2 separate regions of the Sus scrofa genome follow, and region 2 is linked to region 1. A link is a contact called in public HiChIP or PLAC-seq data. All regions are on one chromosome and are shown on one strand. The core of a region is the stretch at or near the end of the contact, and the rest is flanking DNA. Distances in the headings are between cores, read along the strand shown. Region 1 has its middle 21 kb from the start of RCBTB2. Region 2 holds the start of RB1 (RB transcriptional corepressor 1).

Region 1 (6,156 bases), core at 1,141-3,640:
ACCCTTTTCCTGCTAAACAGAAGAAAGACACACATCTCTGAGCACCCCACACCTTACCACACACAGGGCCCCGGTGTGTGAAAAACAGGCCCCAAACAACAGCACCAAAGAAAACTTCAGATCTAAGGGAGAAAAGTCCCAGGAGAGCAAAGCAAAGGGAGTTTTCTGGAAGGAAGTCCTGATGAGGCAGTGCCATAGTCACCCGTGCAGCCCAGCCTCAGTCTGAGATAAGAGTGCTACCAAAAAAAAATTTCCTAAATGTATAATAGTCAAGTAAACGTTTTTTCTTTCCTGTCAGAAATCGATTCTGACTTGTCAGCTACTTTGGCAGTGAGGGCTGACTTTGCCCCTAAAGAGATACGGAGAGCGTTTTTCATAAACTGGGTGAGCTTGATCTGCAATTAGGTAAAACACAGAAAATGTGTGGGAAAGTTCATCCTTTACACGTGAAATTGATGATACAAATCCAGATGTCAGCTTTAAAATGTGAGGGGGGAATGATTGTTCGAAACTATCTGCAGGAGGTTACGAGCGAAGTCTGGGGATCCCTGGACCTTCCACTTCTTTATCACTAGTGGGTGTGGGGGAGTTGGTACAAACTGCTGAGCTGAGGTTCTACCTTTGACCTGCAGGGGGCAGCATTGGCAAAACGTTAACAGGCTGAAAAGGATGCGCGCGCACCCGTTCTTTCTAGGCCATTTCCTGGTTTGCCTTCAGACAATTTCCATTAGAATAATGAGCTTTAGCATTTGTGGACTTGAGTAGGGAGTAGCTGTTTGATCAAAACCAAAATCCCTGTGTGAAAAGGCACATTTCTCCAGAGTTGAAACAATAGTTTTATTTTAATTTTTTTTTGCCTTTTTTATTCATTTATTTATTTTGGCCAATTTTTTGATTTCCAGAGCCTGACAGTGCCCAGTACTGAGTGCTCAAATAAATGTTTGATGGTTGGACAGTCATGCTACTTCCAGCTCCAGGAAAGCTTTTGGTTAAACATGCAAGACAACTGGGTGTCACAAGACTCCCAGGCAAGGCTCACCCATGTCCCTAAAAGCCCACCTCACTCAGATGGCTTGAGCTAGCAGTGCCCAGAAAGGGCAGGCACCGTCTGTAATTAAAAAGGACCTTGGCACTGGCTGACACGCAATGGCCTGAACGTGGCTATAGCTGTTTACAGTTGTCAGTGATTCCAGGAAATTATTTTCTGATGCCATTTCACTAAGAAAATCATGTGATTTCCTTATAGCCAGTTAATTATTGGCTGGTCTTGAATAAATGGTTACACTTAAAGCACAGGTGAAATATGTAGGAAAATAATGCACAGCTCCCATTGACCCTGGCTGTGTCAGGCACTGAACGCTTTTTCAGAGTTGCGTCAGAGAAGGAAGATGAGGTTAAAAGAAAAAGCATGAACTAATGGTTTTTGACTTTGAAAATCCCAATTCCTGTTTCAAACAATGTGTGCTCTCCCTGTGATGCCCCCCTCCCATCCCCAGTAAGTGGCTACACTTTTGTTTTTGGATATAAAAACTGCCTTCAGGCAAGTTTGAACTTGTGTTGGTTGTCTCCACTAGGGCCTTTGAATACTTGTTTAATTGGAACTGAAATAGAACGGTTTGCTCCTGGTAGAAGGAATTCCAGCATTAGGGACAGGGGTGGGAAGTGGCTTTTCCAGAGGGTGGGGTCTGTGGCTGAGACAGCTGGGCAGGTGTGAAAGGAGCACCACAGGTGCCACTCAGCCCTTCTGCCCACTTTGCCTGCACCTGGGCTCGGCCCAAACAGAATGTCAGTGTCAAGGGACCTGCTATGTTCAAGGGACTGAAAGTTACAATATCATCTACAACAATAAAAACCACAAGATTGCTTTCTACTACCAGCCCTCTTGTGTCTTCTAAAATTGGGAGCATCTCAAAGTACTTACATGTATGCCTGTGTCTGTCTGTCTGTGTATATATATATGGGTGTGTGCTATGTATAGAATGTTAGATATAAATATATTTAAACACACAATTAACTGAAAAAATAGAAGGCTTACTCTATCAGGAACTGTATATCCTGCCAGGAAAGAATCTGTCATCACCCCCCACCAAAGGCAGAGTTACTGATTAAATGCCCATGTTCATGTGACATCTGCCTGAGCATACAAAACAGCCTGCAGCTCTCGCTGAGTTTACCATGTGTATTACACACTAGCGTGGGTCCTTCCATAAAGGGAAATCAGACTGAGACGTGAATGGCAAGGGCTGGGCAGTTGGCCAAATTAATACAGACATACTCAGTCTATGGTTAATAGAGACAAGTGTCCACCCTGCGGGATATCATGGCCTTGGCTGTGCCCTACTTCTTCATTTCATGTAGGCTGGTTATGAGCCTGACCCACTGGTAAGCTGACTTACTCAGGCACTGGCTTATTCCAGACTAAACCACTGGCTTCCTATTTCCAGATGATAACACCAAATGCAATGGGCTGAATATTTATGTCCTCCAAACATTCCTCTGTTGAAATTCTAACCTTCATTGTGATGGATTTAAGAAGTGGGGCTTTTGGGAGATGGTGTTTTTCTTGCATGGTCATGAGAGGAGAGTCTTCCTGAACGAGCTTAGTGCCCTTGTGAAAGAGACCCCAGAGAGCTTCCTCACCCCTCCTACCACGTGAGGACACAGCAAGACGACAACCGTCTATGAACCAGGAAGCAAGCCCTCGCCAGACACTGAATTTACCGGTACTTTGGTCTTGAACGTCCCAGCTTTCAGAGCTGTGAAAAACACAATTCTGTTGTGTAAGCCATGCAGTCTGGGTATTTTTGTTACAGCAGCCAGAACAGACTAAGACCCAAGGAAAAGAAAGGCAGTGTTTATTACACACAGGTGCTGTCTAACAATGCTGTCATCCTGGTACTGAAGAAAGTGACCAAGAAACCGGTGAGCTGAAAAGTTATTGGAAAGCTCCCTCCAGTTTACTGTTAGCTGGAAAACTCAGCCCTAGCCCACCTTCACATGGAGCTGTTGCGAGGGGGTTCTCCAAGTCAAGAGGGTGAGAGGAAGGAGGGAGCAGAAGACACTATCATCCACGGTCCACAGGATTCTTACTTGCCTCTCTTCACCCCCAATGTGTGTTCCAGAGGATCAGCCCCAGAGCTGCCAGAGTGACAGCATCTAAGGCTCTCAGGAGGGAACTTTCGAGATTAAAACCTATATCCTAAGCCTCAGGAGCAGCTGGGCCAGGCTCTGCCCAGGATAACACATGCTCCCCACTTGCCCAGGAGTCCAGGAGCCCATCCTCCAGGCACTTCCTTGGTGACTCAGATCTCAGGAGGCTTGGTGACCCTTGGGATGATAATGGTTTTGAAGCTTGTGACAAACTAGCTGAAAAGGAAAAAAATGTCAGCCCCATACACCCCTTCCCCAGAGGAATTGTATGTCTCAGAAAGAGTTCTAAAGAATACCACATTGGGGCATTCCTCTCGTGGCTCAGTGGAAATGAATCTGACTAGCATCCATGAGGACAGAGGTTCAATCCCTGGCCTTGCTCAGTGGGTTAAGGATCCGGCATTGCTGTGAGCTGGCATGTAGGTCACAGACACAGTTTGGATCCCGTGTTGCTGTGGCTGTGATGTAGGCCGGCAGCTACAGCTCTGATTGGACCCCTAGCCTGGGAAACTCCATGTGCTGCAGGTTCAGACCTAAAGACCAAAAAAGGAAAAAAGAATACAATATCAGAGTTCCCACTGTGGTACAGTGGGATCAGTAGCGTTTTGGGAGCATTGGGTCACAGGTTCGAATCCCCAGCCCAGCACAGTGGGTAGGGATGCAGTGCTGCTGCAGCTGCAGCTTAGAACATGACTGTGGCTTGGATCTGATCCCTGGCCCGTGAACTCCACATGCCTCAGGGCAGCCAAAAGTGGGGGCGGGAAGAATACAAGTATCAAAGAGATGACCAGACACAGAGCTTTAGCTTCGTGTTTTGATTTTTACTTCCCCTTCCCCTCAGATATTCATGGTTTCCCTTACAGTCTCAAAGGGAGTCTGAAATTCACCCAAGTTCTTAAAATAAATCCAATTTAATTATTATCATATTTAGACAAATTAATGCACGTCTTAAAATATTTCCAGAAGAGGATAGGAAAGGATCTTTCTTACACAAATTAACAAAAATCAAATGATTGAATTCATTAGACCACCTATTTATGCCATAGGTGCAGCCAAAAATAAAAGTGAAAACGAATGAAGATTTACACTTTAGATAAGCAGAGGTTAAAAAACAGAGTTCCGGAGTTCCCGGCGTGGGTCAGTGGTTAACGAATCCGACGACAAACCACGAGGTTGAAGACTGGATCCCTGGCCTTGCTCAGTGGGTTAAGGATCCCGCGTTGCCATGAGCTGTAGGTCGCAGACGGCTCGGATCCCGCATTGCTGAGTTGTAGGCCGGCAGCTACAGCTGATTGGACACCTAGTCTGGGAAGCTCCAAGTGCCTCAAGCGTGGCCCTAAAAAGACAGGAAAAAAAAAAAAAAAGGCACAGAGGCGGGATCAAGATGGCAGAGGCATATGACGCGGAGCTCATCCTCTCCCACAAACACATTTTAAAAAAACACCTCCATGCAGAACGGTTGGCACAGAAGGTCTATTGGACCCTAACAGAAGACCTCAGGCCTCCAAAAAAGGTGAGAGAGAGAGAGAAAGGGGAAAAAGGGGGTCAGGTCGGGACCAGCACTCCTGGCAGGGAGCTGTAAAAGGGCAGGAATCCGCCCCCTGGGAGGCCGCCTAACTGAGGGGGGATCACCCAGGAAGGAGGGGGAGCCCCAAAGCCTCGGAGAAAAGCGCAGCAGCGGGGCTGAGGAGAGCAAAGCAGAGAGAGCGGCTCAGACCATCGGTACCACCGCCCGAGGCACCACCGCCCGGGGCTCGCGGATGGGACCTGGGCGCTGAGACAGGGCTTCGGAGGTGAGTTTTGGGGAAAGGACTAGGGTTGGCTGGGTGGAGACAGCCTGCGGGGGCTGGGGAGGTGTGCGCCGCAACTGAGGGGGCAGCGGGGGGAGAAGGCCTGGGCTCGTGGGAGCAGCTCTGCAGGGAGGGCGAGAGGAGGAGGGGCAGGACGGCCAGAGCGATTTCTTTTTCTGCGCCTGCGCGGGCTCCAGGTGGTGAGGATGCCTCCTGCTTGGGATACAGCGGCTGGACCAAACTGCCATGGTCATCTCGGACTCCCAGGGTGGGCAAGGCCTGCCACCGCTAAGGTTCCTGTGAATAGGCACCACCTGCAGCCCCAGTCACCTTCGGGATTACCACCGAGAGCAGCCGTGGAACCCCCTGCCCTCACTCCCTGGGAAGGCACATGGCCACTGTTGCCCTACTGTGGGCACTGTCCACACCGCTCTCCAGCCACCCATCTCCTGATGGGTCCTCACCACTGCCAAAGGTCTGGCAACCAGGGAGCACCTACAGGTGCTGCCCATTGCCTCCACCTCCCTAAAAACACTCAAAAGCTCTACACCTGCACACCCCCTATCAAGGGGATAATGGCCTGCAGACACTGAGGAAAGAGAGAGCAAGTATCCAAACCAAAAGCAGTCTTCACTCCAAGAAAATAGTAAGCCCTCACCAGCTACCCAGGGACCCTCCCACATATAAACAGCCCTCTAAGACTACAGTAGATAATTGTTTTCCCCAAACTCACAGAGTAAGAAAAATATAAGCAAAATGAGGAAGCACAGCAACCATTCCAAGTTAAAAGAACAGGAGAATTACCCTGAAGGAGCAAACAATGAAACAGACCTTAGGAAATCAGGGGTGACCTCAGTAGGCACAGCCTTGATTTCCTTCCCATCACCACCCTTGAGATGTGGAAATTGAATGAACATCCCCACCGGGGCCATCCACTCAAACAAGCAGGCGACTGGGAGGGGAACTTCCTTACTTTATGGTCAGCAAAGTCAGGTGTTGGGCTGCCTTCTGGCACATCTGATCAAAGGACAAGATCATCCAGGCGGTGGGTCAGGCTGTTTTCTTGCAGGATGCTGTGGTTGGCTTGTCTAGATGCAGATGGTTTTGATCCTTTAGTGATACCACTGGAGCCCGTGCTAAATCCAGGAAGCCAGCTCACTGAGATCTTGGGACGTTAGATTAAGCCAGACCATCAGAAAGCTGCCTTTGTGCACTG
Region 2 (6,220 bases), core at 2,335-4,834, 260 kb after region 1:
ACTTAGCAATAATTACCAAGAGTTTTGTACATGTTCATAGCTTTTGATTCAGTAAGTAAACTTGTAAGAATGTATTCTATTAATCAGAGATTCATTCATAAATTTATCGAAGACTTACTTTGTGCCAGACCTCATTCTTATGAAGGATGCTTATCACATTATTTTATAGCTCCAAAAGGTTAGGGGAAAAAATATCCAATAACGGTAAGAGTTAACAAATTAAAATACATCTAATGGATAAAATATTATGCTACCACTGGAAACTACATTATCAAATATCAAAAAATATTTCATAATATAAGAAAAAGCTATGTTAAGAAAAAATTTTTTAGAACAAGACACAAAACTATATGTAACTACATGTAAATATATATAACTTATGTGTATGATCCCAAATCTATGTTTCAGATCTTATTAGTCAGGATCCTTGGTTAAGTTGTTAACCTCACTCTACTTCAGCATCTTCATCTATAAAACAAAGGTTTTACATTTTACTTGTAAAATAAAGATGTTTATATTTCACATCTCAATGATTGTCAAATGAGTTATTTGCAAAATGCTTATAATATTTCCCAGTACACATAAAGCACCAATGATTATCTGTTGGTGGTATTATTATTATTATCTACATACGCAAAAAAATGCAAGAAATGTTTCAAAATATTATCAAGGATTCTGAATTCTGACAAAACTAATTCCAAGGCAGTCAGGAAATTTCAACACTGTGCATTATGAGATATTAAAAATTATTTTATGAGGTATGGCTTTGTTTTTTTAAAGTCTTTATGGCACAATGAAGTATTTACAAATAAAATATGATATTTATGAGTTGTTTTAAAATGCTTTTGGTGGGGAGCTAACATAGGGAGTTTTTTTCCTTAATTTTTAGTTTTATCAGAAGTAAGTTACCTCTGAATAATAGACTTGTTCCTAGCTTTAGTTTATATTTTTCTATTTTCCAAATTTTCTATGGTGATTTAAAATAATTTTTAAAATGAGAAAAATATTTTCAAAAAATTTTAAGACAATCCTTACCAATACTCCATCCACAGATGAAACCTTCTCCCAAGTTAACCAAGCTCTTTCTCTGACATGATCTGCTATCTTTAATTTCTGACATAATGTAGTAAAATCAGGTTCTTCAGTTTCTTCAAATGCAAGCCTACCAAATGAAAATATAATATAAAAGGCACTTTTATAATCAAATTAATTACGTAAGCATTGGTTTCACTGGTTTGCATATAATATAGCACTATTCTGAAAGACATCACCAAATACTTTGGGATCTTAACTATCGCTTAAAAAATTACACTTAGAATTTAAACGTATGTTGATCTTTTCAGTATTTCCAAAATAAGAGTACCACATAGTGAAAAATGTTTGCTGGCCTGGTAAATCATAGGAACTTCAGTGCAGCAACATAGCTTTGGGAAGAAAAGCAAGTACAATAGCTACAGCTGTTAGGAAAAATTGGGACAGTAACAGAAAAGGAAAGCCATAGATAACATTACAGAACCAATTCAGTATCGGTGACTTTGCTAAAATGCAGTCCACTCTCAACAACGATTCATTTAATCTCTCTACCTACTACTAGTGTTTCTTATATGATTAAATTATTGATATGCTTATTTCAGCCTTTTCTCCTTGATCTTCCTTAACCAAGATAGGCAGTCAAAAAATTCTTGTTGGCTAATTCTTATTCATTCACTTAATATCTATTTGACATAAGAATAGTATAGTACAAGGAACAGCTAATAATTTTTTAGTATTTACTATGCTCCATATGAACAGGATTTAAATGAATTGATGGGGTTTAGATGCATGGTTTAATACATACATAAGCCCTAACAGGTAAGTACTCTGATGATCACAAATCAGAGAAGTTAAAGCACTCACCTGAGATCACAGCGAGTAAGTGGGAAGCTCTAATATAAACCCAGTAATCTAACTCTCTAATCCATGCCCCTGACCCTATTCCAGACTGCCAAACCTCCTTTGAAACACAATTAACTTTTGGTTATCTCAAGAATGAAGACTGTGTGCTGTTCTGGTATTTCCAAAAGCCCACTTCAGTCCCTAACAATGTGTCCTAGGGCGGTGAAAGAAATAGGACTTGCTGACGGATCAGAACTGCAGGAAAGAGTGGTGAGGATCAGCAGAGTCCCATCCCCTGGCAATTGATGCGTAGTCTCAAAGGAGGGCCAGTGCTAACAATGATAATGACAATTACACTCTTTCGATCTTGGCTTCTAAACCGTAAAGCATCACAATCAAGAAAAATAAGATGCTGCAATAACTATCTCCCTATATTATCATGGACTCGCTGAAATTTAGAATCCACCTGGGGGGAAAATTAATTTTATGTGAGCACAAGAACACTAATCTTGTTCCCAAACAAATACAAAAGAGACACCAAGATCCTTGCTGGCTCAAAGCCAAAAGGCAAAATGGAAGAAAAAAAGAGGCAGCCTGAAGCAGACTATCATGCAAGAAGAGTTTTATGCAACAAGAAAAATGAGAACGTTCAGAAACTTCGAAGCTCTTGAGCTAAATGTCTCACAAAACTTTTACCGATACAACAAGTTCCTCTTAGAGAGCTATGTTCCACCAGTCACTACCGAAGGCTTAGAACTCAAAGCACTCTTTACAAGGGAACCCCGAAAAGCACCCCAGCCGAGCTCCCGGAGGGGCAACTGCCACCCAGAACCCTGCACTTCACGTCCGGTGGCATCTCTGCAGCAGTATCCAAGGTTTTCCTGGCTGGCCTCTCCCAGGACTGGGCTTCAGATGAGTCGCACGCCCAGAGGAAAACACTTCCAAATGTTGCACCGCGGGAGACCAAAACAGAAAGTCGAAAGACCACCGGAGGACTACAAATCTCAAATGGGGAAAAACCTCTCCAGCAATCTAGTCTTTCTTTTCTTTTTTTCTTTCTTCTGCATTTGATGGGGTCTGCAAACGACCCGCCGCCTGCGAGGCTCCCGTCTCGCGGAGGAAAGGCGGCACCTGTCACTTCGCTCAGCGACCCGAGCCCCACCCGCTCGACACCTGTCAAGCGGGAGCCGAAACCCCTCCCGGCCGCCCTCCCCTCGTTCCCGACCCCAGACCCCTGTCAGCCTCCTCCCGGCGCTCCGCCGCCGCGGGGGGCCGGGGAGGACCCTCCTCCCGCCGGGACCCGGCCCGGGCGGAGACGCGCCCCCGCCTAGACGCCGCGGCGCCCGCCGACGCACCCCCGGGGCGCCCTTCCCGCGCGCTGGCCGCCGCGACGGGTCGGCTCGCTCACCTGACCAGAGGCAGGTCCTCGGGGCCGCTGTCCTGCTCGGGGTCCTCCTCAGGCTGCGGTGGCGGCGGTGGCGGCGGCGGCGGCGGCGGCGGCGGGGGCTCCGCAGCAGCAGCGGCGGCGGCGGCGGCGGCGGCGGCTGCTCTCCGGGGGGTTTTGGGCGGCATGACGCCCTCCCAGGGCCGGTGCCGGCGAGCGCTGAAGGAGGGCCGGGGCAGGAGGACACGCGCACGTCAGGGCACGCCCCGTCCTCTCCCGACTCCCGTTACAAAAATAATTTGAACGTCCCCTGAGAAAAACCGGACGAGCCCTCCCCCGCCCGGCAACCGAGCGCCGCGTCCAACCGCGGGAAAACGTCACTTCCGCCCGCGGCGTCACGTCCGCGAGGCTCCCGGGCCCGCTGGCGTTTGGAGGGCACCGGGGCGCCGAGCGGGGCGCGGGGCGAGGGCGCGCGGTCGGGCGGGGAACCCGGGCCTGGAGATCCAGGCGCGCTCCCTGAGGCAGCCGCCGCCGCCTGAACCTGCCTCGCGCCGAAACTCGCCCCTCCAGGCTTGGGTGCCGGTAACCGGGCGCTACCCAGCCTGGTGGGTGAGAGCGGGCCCCACCTCAATCTGCGGGTGGATCTGGGGCCCGGCTCGAGCCCGCGGGGAATATCGGGCGAGCGCACCCTGGGCCGGCACGCCCCTCTCCTCCGCGGGCGTCGCCCTCGCTTTCGCCCGCCCTCCTCCCGCCCAATCCGTTAAGCGAATCGGCCAAAACAAAAACACTTCTGGAATGCCTGTTAGGAGCTGAGTTTGGCCAACCCCTAGGAGATCCCAAGGAGGGGACAATGACTGGCCTTTTAGAGCTCTTTTTAGGGAAAGGGGTGGGAGCTGTGAGCAAAGAACTGATTATCGGGTGCTAAGTGTTTTAATCGCGCTGTGAAAACTGAAGCCACGGTTGAAATGTTTAAGGGACTTCTTCCGAGGAGCAGTAGCATTTGAATGGAAGTTAGCCAGACAGACCTAACATTTAAGGAGGGCTTACTATATGTATAAAGAATTGTTCTGGCCATTTTACATAATTATCTTACTTAATCCTCACCAACATCCCCTTAAACTGAGTCGTAGTCGAATTCTACTTTCCAGTGCGGAAAACAGGTGCAGAGGAGTTAATTAATTTGCCTGATACTACAGAGATGATAGGTGGTAGAGGATTTGAACACAGATATATTTGACTCGACTTGTCCATTACATTATGTTAAAGAAATACCAAGAAAAGAGAAACAGCTTGTGCAAAGGCACAAAGACATCAGAGAAGAGTTTGCCGGAATTGCAACCATTAAACATTGGCTTAGAAACTGTCTCTTTTGTCTCTTGATATTTACTTATAATAAGAGATTGTCTTGTTTGAGAACATGTTTTTCCCTCATTGGCAAATGCTGTGTGTTGCCATGTCAAAGCTTCCCAGCTGAGGTGCTGTGAATAAAATACAGCTGTGCTCTTGAGGCGAATCCCCTCATCTTTGGAACAGCTGAGCAGGGCTGAAGCATGAGGCGCCCTCAGGCAAGTCATAGCTCTTGGTTTTATCCCGATGAGTCATACGAAGGATTACCATTTTTTTGTTAACCAGGGCATGTGCCAGAATGTGAAAAAAGGATTGGCCTAGTCAACAGCCAGTCTTGCCTCAGTTCGGAAACTCTCTGTCGGGGGCCAGAAGTTTATCAGGAGGTAGAGTTCATGCCCAGGCAGATCCATAGAGAGCAAATGGCACCAAAGTGGTAATTCCATTCACCTCGCCCAGGATTAGTGTAGTCAGGAGCACAGAAGGCAGTTTTGGTCTTTGCAAGATCAGAGATAGTCTGCTGGGAGCCTGCTAAAATGAGATACAAGGATGACACAGTTCCTCTATTTCTTTTTTCTTTCTGCTTTTTTTTTTTTTTTGCTTTTGAGGTCCACACGCTCAGCATATGGAGGTTCCTAGGCCAGGGTTCAAATCAGAGCTACAGTTGCCGGCCGACCCCACAGCCACAGCAATGCAGACTCCGAGGCACATATGTGACCTACACCACAGCTCACGGCAACGCCAGATCCTTAACCCCCTGAGTGAGGCCAGGGATCGAACCGAAAACCTCATAGTTCCTAGTCAGATTCATTTCCGCTGCACCACTACAGGAACTCCCACAGGCCCTCTATTTCTTAACTATTTTGAGACTGTGACACTGGTAATTGCTTCAGCCATCGTGACTTAAGGCAAGCAAGCTGACCGGAGGATGAGGCTGATATGCTAAAGATGGTACAGCAGGAATATCAGAAAATTTGGGTTCTTGGTGACACAACTGAGCCTCCGATTTGAATAGCCCTGGAGCTGACCTCAACAGAGCTGGAGATTTCAGGTGTTGCCACCAAAAAGCATCAAACTGATAATATTTCTCTAATGAGCCCCTTTGAGAGAGCAACCAAGCATCTATATAGACCCAGTACCTAGCATGGTACACACAGAAAATGCTTGTTAGCTAAAACTGAGGAGGAAAAGGAAGCAAAAGAAAGTTCTAGAAACTATATGTAGTTATGACTTGCTTTATTTAAACCCAGTTTATCACCACCTGGGTTTACCACAATTATGATAGTTCAAAAAGAGATTTCTCAATTTACAAAAGGATGTTTCTTTTCTCTTGCCTTTTTTTTTTTTTTTTTTTTTTTTTCCTGCTTTTTAGGGCTGCACCCACAGCACACGGAAGTTCCCAGCCTAGGGGTCCAATCGGAGCTCCATCTGCCGGCCACAGCCACAGCAAGGCCGGATCCGAGCTGCATCTGCAACCAACACCACAGCTCATGGCAACGCTGGATCCTTAACCCACTGAGAGGCCAGGGATCAAACCTGAGTTCTCATGGATGCTAGTTGGAATTTTTTCCCCTGTACCACAACAGGAACTCCTAAAAGGATGTGTTTCTTTACCAT

The links. HiChIP or PLAC-seq counts read pairs in DNA pulled down with a chosen protein or histone mark.
Region 2: an H3K27ac HiChIP or PLAC-seq map of alveolar macrophages shows a contact between it and region 1. The contact joins the promoter of RB1 here to the enhancer-like site in region 1. A contact is called at or near these places in 4 of 47 Hi-C or Micro-C datasets (mesenteric adipose tissue, omental adipose tissue, skeletal muscle and 1 more) and 2 of 2 datasets of contacts at active chromatin or transcription factors (alveolar macrophages and skeletal muscle).

What each region holds. Positions count from the first base shown.
Region 1 is chr11:19,057,336-19,063,491 of Sscrofa11.1, forward strand. No RefSeq gene overlaps it. Among named protein-coding and RNA genes, the nearest start is that of RCBTB2, 21 kb to the right of the region's middle. Within about 2 kb of position 2,391, at least 8 of the 83 cell types and tissues checked have an H3K27ac peak or open chromatin away from gene starts, as enhancers often do. A contact at or near this core is called in alveolar macrophages, where this site is marked.
Region 2 is chr11:19,314,058-19,320,277 of Sscrofa11.1, forward strand. It overlaps RB1 (RB transcriptional corepressor 1), which reads right to left and starts at 3,585. Exons shown (of 27, transcript NM_001285967.1): 1 at 3,284-3,585; 2 at 1,036-1,162. The coding sequence starts at 3,447.